2 separate regions of the Mus musculus genome follow, and region 2 is linked to region 1. Evidence: chromatin contacts called from public HiChIP or PLAC-seq data. All regions are on one chromosome and are shown on one strand. Each heading gives the region's core, a stretch centred on a gene start, on an enhancer-like site or on the middle of the called end of the contact. The rest is flanking DNA. Distances are from core to core; before and after follow the strand shown.

Evidence for each region. HiChIP or PLAC-seq counts read pairs in DNA pulled down with a chosen protein or histone mark.
Region 2: a BATF HiChIP or PLAC-seq map of CD8 T cells shows a contact between it and region 1, with 27 read pairs. The contact joins the enhancer-like site here to the promoter of Cxcr3 in region 1. A contact is called at or near these places in 8 of 39 promoter capture datasets (the C10 cell line, cranial neural crest, embryonic stem cells and 4 more), 1 of 15 datasets of contacts at CTCF or cohesin (CD8 T cells), 47 of 484 Hi-C or Micro-C datasets (the 63-12 cell line, B cells, the C10 cell line and 31 more), 8 of 115 datasets of contacts at active chromatin or transcription factors (CD8 T cells, the HPC-7 cell line, T-cell acute lymphoblastic leukemia and 4 more) and 3 of 9 other capture datasets (adipose tissue, liver and macrophages).

What each region holds. Positions count from the first base shown.
Region 1 is chrX:101,730,566-101,736,701 of GRCm38.p6, forward strand. Cxcr3 (chemokine (C-X-C motif) receptor 3) reads right to left here and starts at 3,582. Exons shown (of 2, transcript NM_009910.3): 1 at 3,482-3,582; 2 at 970-2,477. The coding sequence starts at 3,493. The coding sequence ends at 1,386.
Region 2 is chrX:101,764,198-101,770,333 of GRCm38.p6, forward strand. It overlaps the pseudogene Tpt1-ps6. Among named protein-coding and RNA genes, the nearest start is that of Gm4779, 27 kb to the right of the region's middle. Within about 2 kb of position 3,279, at least 24 of the 459 cell types and tissues checked have an H3K27ac peak or open chromatin away from gene starts, as enhancers often do. A contact at or near this core is called in the 63-12 cell line, CD8 T cells, CD8 central memory T cells and 7 more, where this site is marked.

The DNA of each region.
Region 1 (6,136 bases), core at 2,332-4,831:
TGGACACACCCAGCTTTTACATAGGTGCTGGGGGTCTGAACTTGGATTTGGGTCTTCATGTTTGCTCAGCAACTGAACCAGCTCCCCAGCCCCACCTTTTTTTTTTCAAGCCTATTTTCCCTGAATACTACCCAAATAACCAATACAACTTTCTCTGAGTGGCCTGGGAGCCCATTGCCTTTACCCAGACCACAGCTTCATCATCAGCCCTTACCCCTACCCAAACCCTTAACTCTAGCCAGCTGAGACCATTTTTTTTTGAGAGAGAGAGAGAGAGAGAGAGAGAGAGAGAGAGAGAGAGAGAGAGAGAAAGAGAGAGAGAGAGAGAGAGTTTCTCACTGTGTAGCCCTGGTGGGCCTGGAACTCAATCTGTAGAACAGGCTGGCTTTGAACAGAGATCAGCCTGCCTCTGCCTCCCAAATACCGGTATGTACCACCACCTCTAGCCCAGACCACTTATAGTGTCCCCAAAGCATTACTGTCTTCAGCCTCTCTGCCTCTGCTACCGCTCTCTCTTCTGCTTAGAAATAAAGAACTCTTCCTTCTCTTAGCCTTCGAGATACCACTTGCCCTTTAAGTCTCCAGAAAGCCATTTCAGATAGATCTTGCCATCTTGCTGAGCCCAGGACTTAGCGAGTGCTACCCTCTTGCTCTGTAGTATAGATTGCTTGGTATTTGTTCATTTTCACCACACCTTCCCTGTTGGCCTGAGCTGCTGGGATCAGGAAATTATGGCTTATTAATGTCTAGTGGCCCCAGAGCATACCTAGACAACCAGCTGTTCACTGCCACCACCCAAACCTGAGACTGTATCTAGCAGTTCCACTAGGCCACAGTGGGTGCAGTAGAGGGCACAGTAGAACCCAGGAGGGCAGAGAGACAAACTCTAAGCCAGACAGAATGTGGCAGGAAATACACGCCAGAGTCCAGCCAGACCTGGTTCAAAGAATGACTGTGAATACGCCCTGGTCCTCATTACCTTGTTTATTGAAAGTTTAAGTGAGGTTTCTAGAAATAAAATTGGGCAAATATTGAGATACTGAGATGGGCACATTCAGTGCTGACAACGCCTGGCCCTCTGTGCTATTTGCCTCTCCCTCTTCTCACACAGGGATGGCTGAGTTCTACTTGCTAATTTAGTAGGGCGGTGGGGCTCCAGGCAGCTAGTTCTAAAACAGCAAGATAGGGCATGGCAGCTAAGGCACAGTAATGGTGTTGTCCTTGTTGCTGAGATTGATTCTCAGGAGACCTGGATATATGCTGAGCTGTCAGTGCATCCTGGCAGCAAAGTTACGGGTAAGTTCGAGCTAGCCCAACTACAAGGAGGACAAGCACTTGGAGTGTGTTAGGACTTGGGCTGCGCAGGCTACAGTTCCAGTCCAGAATTACAAGCCCAGGTAGGAGGCCTCAGTTGTCTCAGACCAGGATGATTCTCTCCGTGAAGATGACGGCTGCCGCTGGGGCCCTCTCTGGTCAGAGCGGCCCAGGCGCGTGAACAACATCCACATTTGCTCTCTGAACTTCACTCCCACAAAGGCATAGAGCAGCGGATTGAGGCAGCAGTGCATGTACCCCATGCCCGAGGTGACTGACTTGGCCACATCCACGTGGCTTTCTCGACCACAGTTGCGGGCCAAAACTCCCACATCCATGAGGATATCCACTAGCACCACCAGGTGATAGGGGGTCCAGCAGACAGCAAAGGCTGCCACCACCACTACCACTAGCCTCATAGCTCGAAAACGCCTCTGGCCTCTGGAGACCAGCAGAACAGCTAGGATATGGGCATAGCAGTAGGCCATGACCAGAAGGGGCAGCAGGAAACCAGCCACTAGCTGCAGTACACGCAGAGCAGTGCGACCCACCTGTGGGAAGTTGTACTGGCAATGGGTGGCATTGAGGCGCTGATCGTAGTTGGCTGATAGGTAGATGAAATCTGGGAGGGCAAAGAGCAGACAGAGACCCCATACAACTATGCAGGTGAGGGCTACACGTACCCGGGGGTCCCTGCGGTAGATCTGGGTGGCGTGCACTATGCTCAGATATCTGTCGAAGCTTATACAAGCCAGCAGGAAGGCCCCTGCATAGAAGTTGATGTTGAACAAGGCGCCTGCCACTTTGCAGAGGCCAGGGCCGAAAACCCACTGGACAGCAGCATCCACTGCCCACAATGGAAGAGTTAACACCAGCAGAACATCGGCTACAGCCAGGTGGAGCAGGAAGGTGTCCGTGCTGCTCAGGGCAGTGCGCTGACTCAGTAGCACAGCAGCCACCGCCCCATTGCCTAGCAGCCCCAGCAAGAAGAGGAGGCTGTAGAGGGCTGGCAGGAAGGTTCTGTCAAAGTTCAGGCTGAAATCCTGTGGGCAGGGCGGGGAGTCAGAGAAGTCGCTCTCGTTTTCCCCATAATCGTAGGGAGAGGTGCTGTTTTCCAGAAGAAAGGCAAAGTCCGAGGCATCTAGCACTTGACGTTCACTAACCTGCCCGAGGAAGGGGGAGAGAGGGAAGGGAGGCCATTCTCTGTAAAGACCCAGCAACTGGCTTTGCCCCTTTGTGCCCTGTCATTTATTCTGGTGAGTGTTTGTTTCCCTTAGCAATAGCCAGACCCTGAGCTGACTCTTTCTCTCCGGGGACCACATCTCCTTAACTCCATCTACTCAGACTGGGAAGGTGACCCCCCCTTTTCAAAGGCTGGTAACCCCCCGGCCCCCCCCCCCCCAGACCCTTTCTGGATTATCATCCAGGACAGGGATTCTCTGCCGGAAGAGGAACTTCCTTCCAGGGTCTGGAGCCTTCCATTCTTTCCCTTCCTCTTTACGCTTGGTGATTTGTCAGCCTTGCTGCTATGGCCACCCCTGCCTGGATCAACCACTGGCCTCCCCAGGTGCTTCCTTACTCTATCTTCTAGTCCCTGGCCCTCCTTTTCCCTCCTCAGCCCTTATCTGGTGACCCTGACTTCCTGGTCTCACATAAGGATTTTCTACAAACCACTGTGCACCCCTACACACACCGTACATGCCTCTCTTCCCCTACCCAGAGGCAGTGGGTACCCACTGAGCTTCCCACCCAAGCCCTAATTGGTCTTCCCAAGATGGCCAGGCTGATTTCAAACTCTTGGGCTCAGATGAGCTTTCTGCCTCTGCCTCCCAAGTAGCTCAGACAATGGGGGCATACCACTTCCACTTCAGCTCTACACCTTATCCCAAACTATCTGAGAACTAGAGATCACCGAAGTTGAGTTTCTACAGCTTGACATTTTCAGATGAGGCATCCAAGCCACAGAGGCAGGAGACAGGCCTGTGGTTAGTGGCCAGGCTGGGTTTCCCAATCCACCAATGCTCTTATTATCAGAACCTCTGCATTCGATGCTGCTCACTCAGCCCGCTGGTGCCTCTTGGCTGTGGGCCAGCCCACGCTTGTCCCTGGTATCCGAGCTCGGCCACTTGGCCGCTGTATTGTAGCTGAGCTGGGCAGCAGAACTTACCTCAAGGTACATGGCTTGGCTGGTGCTCCGGCTGTGGCTGCTGGGGTCAGGTCTCGTGCTGCCTGCTTCTCTGCCTTTGGCACTTGTGGTTGGGAACTTGCAGTGAACAGAGGAAGTGAAGATTTCACGGCTCAGCACAGCCTCTTCCAAAGGGTAATCTATACCAGCCCTCCGCAGAGGGCTTTTCTGTCTTTTCTGCCACGCCTGTGGTCAGGTGAATACACTTAGAAGGGGCTAGCCAGGAACTTGGGACTGTTACAAAGCCTGCAGTTCTTGTCTTACTCAATATCATTCATAAACAACTAAGTGAGTCTAGGAGCAGGCAGGAAGTGTGATCTGATGGCAGTGACTGCAGGAGGGAAGCTCAACTGAAGGGACCTTCTCCTTAGCAAGTACTGGGATTGGAGTCTCACTGGGACTGTGTTAGAGTGGGCTGTGGTGTGGCTACTGCTATCATAACTGCATGAGTAGGGAGGACATTTCCAAGAGATGCCTGCCACCTCTTGTCTTTTCTCATTTGGGCATGGTTGAATCAGACCTGGCATTGATGTATATATATATATATATATATATATATATATATGAATGAAATCACGATGGGATTATAATGAGCCCAAAGTCATCTGGAATGTCCATTTAATGTCCAGATCAGATGGAACTATTCAGGAGCACGCTCAGGGGCTGGGAAATGCTTGATACCTCAGTGATCGGCAGGTGGGCATGTGTGGCGCAGACAAGCAGTGCAGCTGATAGGGCAACAGGCTATCAGGAATGTTGGAGTTCCATCTGGTGAGAAAGCAAAAAACCTGGGACCCAGGGAAGGGTCTGGGGTGGCTGTCTGGGGGAAGGTTCTTTGAGGAAAGGTCTGAAGCCACACAGTGGGGAAGTAGAGGGCAGCCCTGTTACCAGGTGCACGGACTGCTTCTGAATCACACCTAGACTGTGTGCTGGTCTGTCCCAGGGTGGTGCCTGCTTTTACAGACCCATCTCAAAGTCGGTGGTCTGAAAAGGACGCCAGCACTCTTAAAATTGGGTTTGGGTTCTTTCTGAGATAGCCTCATTCTGTAGCCCAACCTGGCTTTGAACTCTCAGTGACCTTCCTGGCTCAGCCTCACGAGAGCCGAGAGCCGGGATGATTGGAGTGCACCATTGTGAACAGCATGTGGCAGGAGGGTGGGGCAGTCCACTCTCTTGTAAATAGACAAACTGATGTATTCATCCAGCTAAACACAAGTGGAGAGCCACATATTTTTCATGAGGCTGAATGCAGAGGAGCTTATGCCCATGTGGTAGAAGAGGCAAGTAACAGACTATTGTATGTACTTTGGTACTACCCATGCACATGTAGAAAGTGCCATACTAGGCTACAGTATGCATGCATCAGTGCTGGGTAGTGGAAGTCGGGACTGGATAACTTTTTTTTTTCAGGCTCTTACTATGTGACACTGGCTGGACTAGAACTCCACAGACTGGCCTCAAGCTCAGGGGCCTGCCTCCTGGCTGCTGGGATTAAAGTTGTGGGCCATCGTGTTTATCCTAAATGCAATTTTCTTTTTGAAACAAGAACTTGCTATATAGCCCAGGCTAGCTTTGAGTTCATGCTCCTCTTGCCATAGCCTCTGGAGAACTGAGATTACAGTTATGAGCCACCACATCGTGCTGATGCTCAGTTTTCAAACAAACTGCTCCTCCACTAATTCAGTCCAACTTTATTGAGATGGCATGCTCCTGCCCAAACTTAGCGCTCGTCTCTTCCTATGGACAGGTGGGACACTTCTCTGAAACAACCACCACCTGCAGGGCTCAGGTGAAAAGGACCCGAGGTCTTAGACGAGGTCAGGAGCTGTGTGTATGGAGGGGACTAAGGATTCCTGAGGGCCCGCCAGTCAGGATGTAGATGACTTGGCACTTGACTGACTATAGAGACAGAGATGACAGAAGCCTGGAAAACACGACAAAATTGCTTTAGTGCCCACAAGGACCACAGTTTCCCCATGCCTGTCTGTGACTTATGCAAATGAGAAAAATAACTGTAAAGGCTATGCCCACACTTGTTCATGTTCAAGGATGCAGTCTGCCATTGTGTCCCGCATCCCATTTTTTGGCTTTAAAGGGAACTTTTGCTTTATGAAAGAAAAGGTAGTGAAAACAGATGGTCATTTTAGAAATGCCTCATGGTGGCAGAAGCCAGCCCCTCAGTGTGCCTCTTCCCAGTGGCTGCTGAAACATTACTGATCTATATGAAGTGTAAAGGTCTAGGGTCCCCTAATCTCCTTCCTGGCCCTTAGTCTCCCCATTTGTCCTCATTGATCTTTACCTTCCCAGGTTGCAGGGAGGGATGCTGGACTGAAGGTCATGTGTAGAGAAGCCTTCCTTTCTGAGGCCTGGCAGCCAGATGTTAGCATTAGGCCCCGATAGACCAGGTGGCTCTCTTGGTTTGCTTGAGTGACTTGTATATCTGTCTTGGGGGTGGCAGAGCACCGACCTTGTCTGGACTCCAGGCCTAGTTCCACCCTACGAGCCCTCTGAGATCTTGGACAGATCAGAACCATAAGCAGGCAGTTCCCTCAGCAGAGTTGCTCTAAGATTAACCTAGATAACCATAGGCTTAAGCATCTAGCACGGGGGCCAAGGGCTTCGCACAGGTGCAGCCGA
Region 2 (6,136 bases), core at 2,029-4,528, 33 kb after region 1:
AGGAGAGGATCTGGAAAGAGGGGAGGGAAAGAATATAGTCAAAATATATTTAAATTTAAAATTGTTTTATCTAAAAAGAAAAATAAAAGGGCCTGGTGGAGCAGGCTGTCACCCCAGATGTTCAGGGCTGAGGCAGGAGGATTCAAGGCCTGTTTGGGCAGTTTAGTAAGACACTTATTTTCAAAATAAAAACAAAAGAGGGCTGGGCCTGGGTGTGGTGATGTACACCTTTAACCTCAGTACTCGGAAGGCAGAGTCAGGCAGATTTGTGTGAATTCTAGGCCAGCTGTATTACATGGGAAGATCCTGCCCCGCCCCCAAAAAAAGAGTGAAAAGAAAAAGTGAAAAAAATTTAAAAAAAAAAGAAAGGAAAAGAGGGCTGGAGATATGGATGTAGCTCAGTGGCAGAGCACTGGTCAGCATCACACAGGCCCCGTTCCTCATCCCTAGCACTACAAACCAAACCAAACCAAACCATGTTTAGTCAGGTGTTGTGGTGTGTGAATGTAATTCTGGTTACTCAGGAGGTTGAGGGTGGTGGATCACGAGTTCAAGGTTCACTCAGACTACATAACATGACCCTGTTTCCAAAACCAAAAGTACAACTTTTTATAAACATCACTCGAGGTTTTCAGAGCGACTAGGCAGTCTCTAGGAAACAAGTGCCCCTGCTGTGACTCAGGTCCTGCACAGATGCAAGTGCCCGGAAGCCAAGCCTCACCCATCTCTAGCTTTTCTTTCAGGACCCTCACAAACCACACTCCTACCAGATTTTCCTGTTCCCCATCCTGGCTAGATGGGGAAAGATTGTTTACAACACAGGTCCAGTCACATCACATCCCAGGTCACAATTTCTCAATGCCCTCTGGTGACAGGATCCCGCTTTGCAAACATGATGGCGTTTGCTCACCAAATGGATCAGGAGGCACCTCCGAGTCTGCTGTCCCCCTCTGCTGAAGCCCTAACAGCTAAGAATCTCTTCCTTCCAGAAACTGGCCTTGAAGCCCACAGGGTGGTAGTAGTTGTTAGTCTTTGAGCTTCTCTAGAACAGCATGTACCAGGATAGAATAGAAATTGGCACATCGCCCTGTAAGTTTCTTTCGGGTCCTTCCGCCTCCACTTATTGAATCACTTAAAGCTTATGGCTGCCATCTCCCCAGAGTCTGTGGGAAGCTGTGACACATGAAGTGAAAGTGCTCTGTGAATCACCTTGCTGAACAACAACTATTCCCCAAAGAACCATTTTAGTTAAAAATGACATGAAAATGTTAAGTCCTGACAGACAGGGTGCCATCTGCCAAGAATTTGAGTAATCTAGAAACAGAAATAAGAGGCCAACAGGTTTGAGGCCAGCCTGGGCTACATAGCAAGATCTTGCATTAAAAAAAATTAAGTCCCGTGTCAGGCAGCGGTAAATTTCACCTTTAATCCTAGCACTCAGAGGCAAAGGCAGCTGGATTTCTGAGTTCGAGGCCAGCCTGGTCTACAGAGTGAGTTCCAGGACAGCTGGGGCTACACAGAGAAACCCTGTCTTGAAAAAAAAACCATAAACAAACAAATATTTAAAAATTGAGTCCCTAATTTAGGAACTTAACTCATATCCTTGCCAATGTAAATTTAAACTAATTTCATGTTTAATTCCCTTCAGGGCACTGTCCTCTCTGCTTGTAGTCCTTTTACCCTGTCCCTGTTACTTTCCTCACAGATAGCAAAACACAGAGGCAGGCAAACCCAAGAGCTTCTTCACACACTCCTCTCCAAACAGGGCACCTAGCAACAGCAGCATCCTCTCGCACCACCTGCATCTTCCTACACACATCTGGTCTCTGAACAATAATACAGATTTCTCCACTCCTAGTAACAATCAGATTTAGTTTCTGCTCAGGTGTATTCCTGTTGTAGTTAGGTACAGGAACAGAAGGGCTGATCTGGCCTGAACTGGTAAGAAGTATGGTTTTCAAGTGTCATTTTGGAGGGAGTATACTATTTACTATGTTATGTCTATATACAAGTGGCATACATATTATTAAAATCAGACATATAATGGGCAAGGACATGTACAACATGAAAAATGAATTATGTTGTAATCTATCAATTATAATAGAGAACCACCCAAAACACCCCCGTTTAGTAACCACCTCTTTCTCTTGAGCTCCATAAAAGGATATAGCAAACAATAATTGGTGCCACTGAATATTCTCAGTCATGTGGCCCACAGTCAGACTTGACAGAACATCTCTCTATAATAAAGCTATCTGATTCTTTTGCATATGTGTATGAAACCTTATTTTAAGGCGGTTTTTTTTTTGATAAGAGGACAAGAACCTGGGAACATCTAGTCTTACACCCTAACCACTGGTAACAGCACCATGTTCCTTCTGTGACACTGTCAACGGGATATTTAATGCACAGATCTGGGCTCAAATTTCAAGTCCAGCAGTTCCTAGCTTTGTGACATTTGGCTACTTACACCATCTTGTTTCCAAGGTATGCAATGGGGATCATAGGAAACCTAACTGCTTCCTAACTTTTTCAGTAACTTCCATTTTGACTGTCTTTCACCATACACCTTTAATTGACTCCAGGGTGGTACCACCTCTACTCAACCATAGTTTCAATTTCAAGATTTTGTATGTGGAAACCCTCTTTTCTGAGCTTAACCCCAGCTAGTTCATTCACTTCTCTTCAGTCCACCAAATTCACCCTGTCCTCTGTTTCAGTTCAAGCCATCCTTGTTCCCCCAGACCATCTTGTCTCCACCCCGTCTCTGCCAAGTCAGTATCCCAGGCCAGCTTTGTCAAGGTGCTCTGGGTCACCTGGCATTCCTACATGCCTTTCTCTGCATGCTCTCCAGGAGGCCTGGAGAGCCCCCTTCTGCCATGCCTTGCAAATTTGTAGGAGAAAAAGTAGTTTCCTCCTATAGGTCACCTTTATTATCAGAGAAGCCATCTGCCTCTCTCCTGAGCCTCCTGCTGTGGCCAAGGAGTCATCTTTTCCCTTTCTCAATGACTGTCACCCCAGCTCCTACCCCCAGTTCCTGCTCCAGGCTTGCTTCAGAGACCATTCATCTTTTGTCTTGGGTACTTTTCCCACCATCTTCTTCTCTGCAGTGCTGAATACACTCAGAGCTCCTTCATCCTCAGCTCTCCACTCAGGAAAATATTCTATGGTTGACTCATCTTTCCTTTAACTTCAAAGCATGGTCTCTATGACTTCTCGACCTACTTAATGCCTGCTCACGTCTTTTTTTCTTTTTGTGGTTTTGAAAAAGGGTCTATTTGCTACGTACTTCAAACGGCCTTGTACTTCAAATGATTCTCTTGCCTCCACCCCTTGAGTGCTGGGATTAAGACATGCGTCACCACGATTTTTTTCTATTATTATTTTTTTAGGCCAGCAAAATTGCTCAGCAAGTTAAAGGAACCCACCTCCAAGCCTGACAACCGAATCACATTCACTTCACTTACTGTTGGCTTCCTTCCCCACCCTTTTCCTGTTTCTATCCTTTTCTCCTGCTCTAGCATTTTCCCTTCGACTTTTCTGTCCTTTACCCACTTCCTTCTGTACATAAGAAAAAAAAAACCCCTCCTGCTGTCTCAGCCTCCATGTCTGGAGATTACAGGTGTGGGCCATTAACCCAGTTCAGTGTACTTTTGTTTTGGTTTTAGATTTTGAACCCAGGGACTCAAGCGTGCCAGACAAGAGCTCTACCAACTGTCTGTATCCCCATGCCATGCTGCCTGCAGCTTTGATTTGAACTTCCCCAACGGCAGGGTTACAAACATTTTTCATGTGTATACTGACCAATTTTCCTGCTTAGCCCCCTATGTAGCTGGGATTACAGGCTTGCGCCATCAGAACTGGCTTTAAAAAAATTATTAGTCTTAATAATAATGATATAAATTGTCTTCCAGGTAAGTATCTGGAAAATATTTTTCCTCTATTTGTAGGCTGTTTATTTTGTTGTTTCTTATGCGGTGCAGAAGCATGTCAATGTATCAAATAGCCCAGGCTGGCTACAAACTCACTAGGTAACTGAAGCTGGCCCTGAATCGATCCTTCTGCCTCCACTCCCAAGTGCTGGGATTATAGGTGTGTGTCACCACACCAGGCCCTGTAGAGTGCATGTATGCGCTCGCACACGCGCACACACACACACACACACTTTTAAAAATAGGATCTGCTTGATGCATCCCTTACTGGCCTCCAATATACAATGTAGCTGAGGATGCCCTTGAACTTCTGATCCTTCTGTCTCTACTCACTGAGTGCTGGATAACAAGTATGAGCCACGCTTCCGCACTGTCAGGCTAGCGCCGCAGTCCCCAACTGTCACCATGATCGTCTACCGGGACCTCATCAGCCATGACGAGCTGTTCTCCGACATCTACAAGATCCGGGAGATCGCGGACGGGCTGTGCCTGGAGGTGGAGGGCAAGATGGTCAGTAGAACAGAGGGTGCCATCGATGACTCGCTCATCGGTGGAAATGCTTCCGCTGAAGGTCCGGAGGGCGAAGGTATTGAAAGTACAGTAGTCACCGGTGTTGACATTGTCATGAACCATCACTTACAAGAAACCAGCTTCACAAAAGAGGCCTACAAAAAGTACATCAAAGACTACATGAAATCACTCAAAGGCAAACTTGAAGAGCAGAACCCAGAAAGAGTAAAGCCTTTTATGACTGGAGCTGCAGAGCAGATTAAGCACATCCTTGCTAATTTCAAGAACTACCAGTTTTTTATTGGTGAAAACATGAAACCATCCAGATGGTATGGTTGCTCTCCTGGACTACCGTGAAGATGGTGTGACTCCATTCATGATTTTCTTTAAGGATGGCTTAGAGATGGAGAAATGTTAACAAATTGGATCTATCACCTGTCACCATAATTGGCTGCTGCTTACCATCCATACAACACCAGGACTTAGGACAAATGGGACTGATGTCATCTTGAGCTTTTTTTTTTTGACCGTGATTTATTTGGAGTGGTGGCATTGTTTTTTTAAGGAAAAAAACCATGTCATGTGGGTTGTCTAAAAATAAAGTGCATTTAAATCCACTTTAAAAAAAAAAAAAAACAAGTATGAGCCACTATGCCTGCTTCACTTAGTACTGGGGATCAAACCCTGTCTTCCTGCATTCTAGGCAAACACTTCCCACCGAGCGATATCACCAGCTTGTCTATAGTATATTAGGTCAGGTATTATGACACTTCCTGGATTGCTAATATAGCATAGGTTTGCTTTGGCAGCTCTTTTATTTTCATATTAATTATCCTGATTTTTATACACAAGGCATAAACATGTGCTTACTTGCTGGCATACAGCTAGCACATGGTAGCATCAGATTCTGTTATGTAAGTACAGACACGTGCTACATAACTGTGTTTTGGTCAACAATGGACTTCCTGTATGACACTGTTCCCATTAGAGTACAATGCCTAACGATGCTGTAGCTCTCCTAGTTTGTGGAGGTGTTTGCTTTAATAATTGCACAATGTCCAAATTGCCTAATCACACATGCCTCACAATGGATCCTGGTCACAAAGCAACACATGACTGTACCAGAAGGTACAGTCACAACACTAAATATGTTGCACAATTCTGAGCAGAAGAAAGAAAACAGATTTGTATACACAGTGTGATCATAGTGATGGAAGAGAAAAGCTAAAAGCTCAAGGAGTCTGAAAAATATCTGGGGCTGTACTGCAGTAAAACGTGGATGCCCGTGATTTCTGGAGCCCAGCAGGCTCAACAGCTCTGAATCTTTTTGAGTTACAGGGAGTATATTAATTTGTTGGGATGCCATAATAAATTACCACAGGCTGGGTGACTTAAACAACAGACATTAATTTTCTGACAATGATCAAGCAAATTTGGGTCCTGGTGAAGGCCCACTTCTTGGATTATGGATGGTTATCTCCTTCCCCCAACCCCAAGAAACTGTTCTTGAACCCTGGATCCTCTTGGTGCCACCTTCTAAGTGCTGGGATTGCACTTGTGTACCACTCAGTGCAACCTGCTATTTCTACTTATGCCAGTCATATTTGGAGCAGGTCTCTGCCCTCGTAAATTACTTTTCTAAAAGCTCTGTCTCCACATTAGAAGCTAGAGCTTTCATAGCTTAGTTTTGGAGA